Regions from separate parts of the Mus musculus genome. Here region 2 is linked to region 1. Evidence: chromatin contacts called from public Hi-C data. All regions are on one chromosome and are shown on one strand. The core of a region is the stretch at or near the end of the contact, and the rest is flanking DNA. Distances in the headings are between cores, read along the strand shown. Region 1 overlaps Cobll1 (Cobl-like 1). Region 2 overlaps Slc38a11 (solute carrier family 38, member 11).

The links. A called contact is a pair of places that touch in the nucleus more often than the background predicts.
Region 2: a contact with region 1 is called in a Hi-C map of LSK cells, with 1.9 times the contacts expected there. The contact joins two enhancer-like sites. A contact is called at or near these places in 2 of 15 datasets of contacts at CTCF or cohesin (CD8 T cells and stem cell-derived epiblast-like cells), 23 of 484 Hi-C or Micro-C datasets (CD4 T cells, CD8 T cells, CD8 central memory T cells and 19 more) and 17 of 115 datasets of contacts at active chromatin or transcription factors (the 230-238 cell line, CD8 T cells, DN3 thymocytes and 12 more).

The regions. Positions count from the first base shown.
Region 1 is chr2:65,188,265-65,191,506 of GRCm38.p6, reverse strand. All of the region lies in intron 1 of Cobll1 (Cobl-like 1), which reads left to right. Among named protein-coding and RNA genes, the nearest start is that of Gm13594, 44 kb to the left of the region's middle. Within about 2 kb of position 1,921, at least 131 of the 459 cell types and tissues checked have an H3K27ac peak or open chromatin away from gene starts, as enhancers often do. A contact at or near this core is called in DN2 thymocytes, LSK cells, granulocyte-monocyte progenitors and 4 more, where this site is marked.
Region 2 is chr2:65,332,587-65,335,376 of GRCm38.p6, reverse strand. Slc38a11 (solute carrier family 38, member 11) reads left to right here. Exons shown (of 12, transcript NM_177074.2): 9 at 626-787. Among named protein-coding and RNA genes, the nearest start is that of Slc38a11, 30 kb to the left of the region's middle. Within about 2 kb of position 1,481, at least 21 of the 459 cell types and tissues checked have an H3K27ac peak or open chromatin away from gene starts, as enhancers often do. A contact at or near this core is called in DN2 thymocytes, LSK cells, granulocyte-monocyte progenitors and 4 more, where this site is marked.

The DNA of each region.
Region 1 (3,242 bases), core at 672-3,171:
TGGGTGTGTCTTCCAGTGGAATGTCTACTCCAAGAAGTGATTCCAGGATCTGGTGGGCCTGGAAGGGAGTCAGTCCGGGGCTGGAGCAGAACAGGTCACTTAATCTTCTCCCTAAATATTTATTTTAGTGCAGGGACATGTGAAGGGCAGTGTCTGCAGGCAGAGTTTATGCTCAAAAGTATTCTCTCTAGATCTAAAGCATAAGTAGAAAATTGTAAATATTTAAAGCTAGACATTTTATTTAGCCCGAAACCATTTACTAATACTTTTTTTTAAAGGTGAAAAACGTTTTCCTCCGCGGGACATGTAATGCTTAGGGCTCATTATAGATGCAATTTACACAAATGCTATATAATTGTTACCGCTCAGTGTGAATTTGAGGAAATCAAGGCTTGAAGATCTAGAAGTTGGCTCGAGCTTACTGAGTAATGGAGTCTTCATTTGGATTCCTTTGCCCTTGAGTTACTTGTTTCTTAATCACCACCCTATATTGAAACAGTAGCCACTTTTAATTATGTGATAGTTGAAGCCCCAACTTTGTTCTATGAGGAGCCAGTGGGGATTGGTTCTGGGCATGCTTCTACTTTCTTAAAGCCTCATTTGCTGTGTGTCTGTCAGGCTGTAGTTTCCTGAGTCCAGACAGGGTGACTTTAGAACCTATGAGAGCAAAGGAGCCCTCAAAATTAGCAGCGTGATAGGCTGTTTCATTCTTATGTTAAATGTTCTTATTATTTCTTGAGACATCATCTCACTGTGTCACTGAGGTAGGTCTTGAACTCCCGAACTCAAGGAATCCTCAGGGTCCTGGGTAGCTATAGTTAGAGCATGTGTGATACCAGGCAGTATGCTGACCTTTAAAAAATAAGTCCTTGAGCGTCAGGAGTTGAAGGAGGCTTTTGTCTGTTGTCTGCGTACTGGTTTTCTAACTTGAAGTGCATTAGAGAATGTCCATTACCTTGCTGGTAAACCATTTCAGGACTGGAGAATTCAGCTTACTGGACGAACTTTCCTTACTAGTAATCTCTCCCTTGGTTAGTTCTGACTTTTACTTTGGAGGTAGACTAAGTTGTTAGACATTACAACAAATCATCTTCTAGACTTTATGATTATATAATGAAATGGTTGAGAGCTGGGATTGTAGCTCAGTGGTGGAGTGTGTACATAGAGTGTTGGAGGGCCTGAGTTCCCGTCCCTGCATCACACACCATCAGTGTGCACCGCCCCCCCCCTCACACACACACACACATACACAGACACACAGAGACACACACACACACACAGACAGACACACACACACATCTTATACATAAAGGAGTTGCACACTCATTTGATCTATTTCATATTTTAATATGAATGTGTGTTTTCAACTTTCAGTTTCAGGAAATAAAGGGATGAACATACACTTTTAATATTTTTGTCTTTTTTGGTTTCTAGAGTTAGGGTCTCAGTACGTAGCTCTGGATGTCTTGGAACTATGCAGACCAGAGTGTCTTAGAACTCAAAGAAATTGGCTTGCTTCTCTCTCCCTAGTGCTGAGATTTAAGGCACAAGTCACTACTTGAGCTGATGCACACTTTTAAACGGAACAGAATTTCATGAGAAACTGTAAAAAGGCTGGCATCTTGGGGTAGAACGGTCTTTAGGAGCAGTGAAGCCAGGGCTATCATGTGCAGGGATGCCATTCCTGTAGCCAACCAGAGACATGACGCCTGTGCTAAGGTCAGCAGGTGGGAAGGCTGCTTCTCAAGTACAGTTAGGATCCTGAATCACAGAGGACCACAAAGGGGACTCTCGGTAGCTCAGATCCTGTTCATATAAAAACAGCATCTGCTTTGCAGCTTTTACACTCAGCAGTGACTGTACGGGGTTCCTCTCAGAGGCAGAGCACAGCGGCCTTGCTGAGATCATGTCCTTCCTGCTCTCTGGCCTGCAGATCTGCTTAGCAGAGCCCCGGGCGGAAGGGAACCTGGGCTGGGGAATACTCTGGGTTTTGGGTCTGTCGTTCAGGAAGGTACACAGGAAGGAAGCTGATGCTGGGGTTTACCCAATCCACTGTAAAAGTGTGATGAGATGTTTGCTGGTTTCCATAGCCACATTTCCTGACCTGTCTCGTCCCCAGCCATCATGAAAATGTCACCTTTGGTCCTTTTATTAGAGTCCCATCGTGCAGAAAGTTTACTCAGTTTCTGCTTTTCTGTATACTTAGGTGAAAAAGAACTCTTATCCATGCCATGGGTGTGTTCTCAGTGAAAACACATTAAATGTGATTAAGTTGTAACACTTAGCTTTAAGGTTTTTTTTTTTTTTTTTTTTTTTTTTTTTTAGCTTTAAGGTTTTTTGAGAAGCTGATTTTTACAGCACGTGGAAGGAGTTGAGGAATGCCAGGAAAAACTATATGTAATACATAACATTTTATATTATATCTTATATACTGTATTTGTGATTATATAATACCATAATTTAAATATATATGCATAATAAAAGTGGGCTACTCAGAATGATGCATTATATAGATACAATATATACTTACACATTTATATAACTTATCTGAATGGAATGAAACCTAGATGTGAACTTTGCTGGGGACTTTGATGAAAGAATTCTTTGAAGAGGCAGTTACAAGCTGATATTTTAGGTTCTGCAGAAACATGAGAAGGAAGGAAGTTGTTTCTAGGCTGGGTTTGTGGTTTTTTGGGGGATGTTTTTAGATCAAGTGCCTTCCTAACACGGCTTAGTCTCACTTAGTTTCTAGAGAGACGTTTTCCCTCAGTGGCCGGTGATGTCCTGTCCGCGCTCTGATTTCACTTCTGAGATTCCTCGTGTAGTTTCTATTTTCCTATCTCCCTAGCAGCTTTTCTATTTACTGCACAAGTGCTGGCTCCCAGCACACAACATAAGGGGCACAGGTGAATGGAATTCTTTGTTCTTGATTAATTACAAAGAGTATGTGTATTTTAATGTTTTTTTCCTTCATTTGTATTTTTATCTGCTTCATCTGTTTTTCTTACTGCTTTTGAATGTAGAAGAAGAAAGAAGAATGGTAAGCCTAAAATGAAAACAGAAGAAAACCAGGGCTGGGGTGGGAGTGGGGACCAGCTGACTGTTTTAGAAGCATTCAGAGTTGCATAGTTAACCAGTGAATGTCAAGTGTATGGAGATGTAGCTAGTGGTCTCAGCTGAGAGTCTCTCAGGTGCACTTGTTTTTTTGTTTTTTTGTTTTTTTAAACTGTGTCCTTATAAAA
Region 2 (2,790 bases), core at 232-2,731, 140 kb before region 1:
GCTGCTCAAAGGCAAAACAATTCCCATTGTTGCCCCTGTCACATGTCCTCCTGCGCATGTGTCATGGCCCCAATAAAAAGCCACTTTTTCCCCAACCCCAAACCACTTCATTTTCCTTCCTTCCTTTATGTTCTATCGCCCCTCTCTTTAATAAGCCCCACCCCCTCCACATGAGACCTGTTTCCCGGTGTGATTTTGTCAAACTTGTGTTAGTTCCACCAATGGTTAGTGTGTCTCCTAACTTGGAAGTCCAGTAAATGTCATAGACTTCTATAAAGTCTTGGCAGAAAGGATTTAGGATTTCGCTAGATATTTATAACTCCACTATGTCCCAGCTGCCAAATAAAGCAAGGTACAAATTTTCCTGAAGATAGGAAGAGGAAAAAATGGGAGAGTTGTTGGACAGGTCTGGTTTATGTTGAGAGTTACATGAAGTTACTAGGTAAGCCTTCTGTGAAGTTCCTTGTATGTAGGCCTTACGTTCTGGCTTACTTAGTGCTGTAAATTAATATATGTTCATTTGAGATATTAGATATTCTAAGGCAGTATACATCTCTCACCTTTTCAAAGTAGAAAACACAGTCCTGCTGTTTCCCGAGTAATGAGGTTTTCTTTTGTGTTCCAGCGTTCATTTGCCACCATAACTGCTTCCTAGTCTATGGTTCTCTCGAAGAGCCCACAGTAGCGAAGTGGCGCCGGATTATCCACACATCCATCTTGGTTTCTGTATTCATCTGTGTGCTCTTTGCAACGTGCGGGTACTTCACTTTTACTGGCTTCACTCAAGGTAACATGAGAGACTAAACCACAGCCCATCCTGGTGCAAGTGCACTGGTACCAGTCGATCCGTGTTCTGCCCGCTTCTGGAAAAGTTTTTCCAGGGGACTACCCCACCCCAGCCCTCTTCCACCCACACTCTCCGCTTTCTCCTCCTGCCTGTCTATCGTCTGCTCCACAATTTCTCTCTTCTTAACCTCTCAGATTTAGTTCTGTGATCCGTACTCTCTGCTCCCAGGCGCACTTGTTTGCTTGTTGCCAGACGTGAACTCTGGCTCCCCTCTGCTCTGTACTTTTCCTTTCCCGGGTACTAATAGCCTCCCAAAGTTGAAGCTGATAACCTTTCCGCCTTTGGTCTCTCTGAACCTTTCTGAGTCAGCTGTACTGAACTGCCTCCCACTTGAGGAAAGAATAACTGTACTGTTACCACTCTTCTTTTTCTGTGCTAATATTTTTGTTGTTGTTTTCGTCCTCAGACCTTTCTAATCTCCCACGCCACTCAGAGATTGGGGTCCTGCTTTTCCATTGACAAATAGTCTGCGTGATCTTCCCATTGCCCTTGAAGCCCAGGCCTGTAGGATGTTTCTGCTTAATTGTCTCATTCTGGATTAAATCAGCAGACATCACCTTTCCTATAAAGCCAGCCCTTTCCCTCCCTGCCGTCAAAGTGACTTCTCTTTTCTTGTATCTCGTGGTCCCAGTAACTACGTGGTCCCCGTTTTACTGCTTTTAACGCTTTCATCCAATCATTAAGGGTTTAGTACTCAGGGTAGCCTGACAGCAGCCAGATGCCATGATCCACATATCCCGCAGCTTTTGCAGGTCTAGGATCTCACTTGACCTTCCCACAACCCTTTGAATGTAAGTGGAATAACTAGTTCTACTTCCTGCTTACACAGAAATAGAAGTAACTTGCCCCAGCTGGCGGGTAGCAACCAGTACTCGTGTCTACTGATGCTCAAACTCAGATATTCTCCCCGCCCCTTCTCTGTCTGCCTCCCAAGTTTTGATCTGCACAGATCCTCTAGTAGTCTCTTAGTGTCCAGCTCTTCTTGGCTTAGTTTTCTGTGTCACTGTGGTACTCTTGGTATGCCTTGGTCTGAATACCTGTCATAGATCACCATGATTATACACATACATTTCTCAGAAAATAAGAAAGATTTTTTAAAAACTGAATGATTAATGTGATACCAATATAGTAATATGTATATATATATTATACACACATAGATAAATGTACATATACACACACATATACACACATATATACATATATATATACACACATATATATATATATACACACACACACACATACGTGTGTGTGTTCTACCTGCTCTAGGATAGTACAGTTAAAAGCAACCTTGAAAGTCTTGATAAGAACTGTTTCAAACACTGCCATTTACCAGTCACGATTACTACATAGTATACCAAGCTGAATGGCCTAAGGGTTCCTGATTGCATGGTAACCTTGGTTTGTAAATGTCTCTCTGTTTTTGCAAGTGACATCTTCATAGTGATTTTAGCATTGGTAATTGCCATGCTGTAGTACTTATAACAGCTGTATGTGGTCACTAACACCTGTAATTCCAACACAACACACAGGGAGTTAAGGCTGGAGATGTGTAGCCTGTGCTATAAAGTAGTGCTTTATCCTATAAAAAAAAAGTGTGACAGGGGCTCTTTAAGCTGAGTGTGGCCACATGTGCATGTATTTATTCTTGGGCATGAGGAAGAGACAGTAAGATCACTTGGGATTCCTGGCTGCCAGCATAGCTTCAGTGAGAAATTCTATCTCAAAAATAATAAGGCAGAACATGATTTGCAGTATACCTGGTGTTCTCTGGCCTCCACAGTCCATGCACAAACCCACACACATATATGTATATACTACATATATTCATATACAAACACATACACTATTTCTCACACATATCTCCATATAAAAAAGGCTGACCAATCTTTGATGTCATAGTTTTTGCCCTTGTTTTTGTTTTTTCTTCACTATAATTC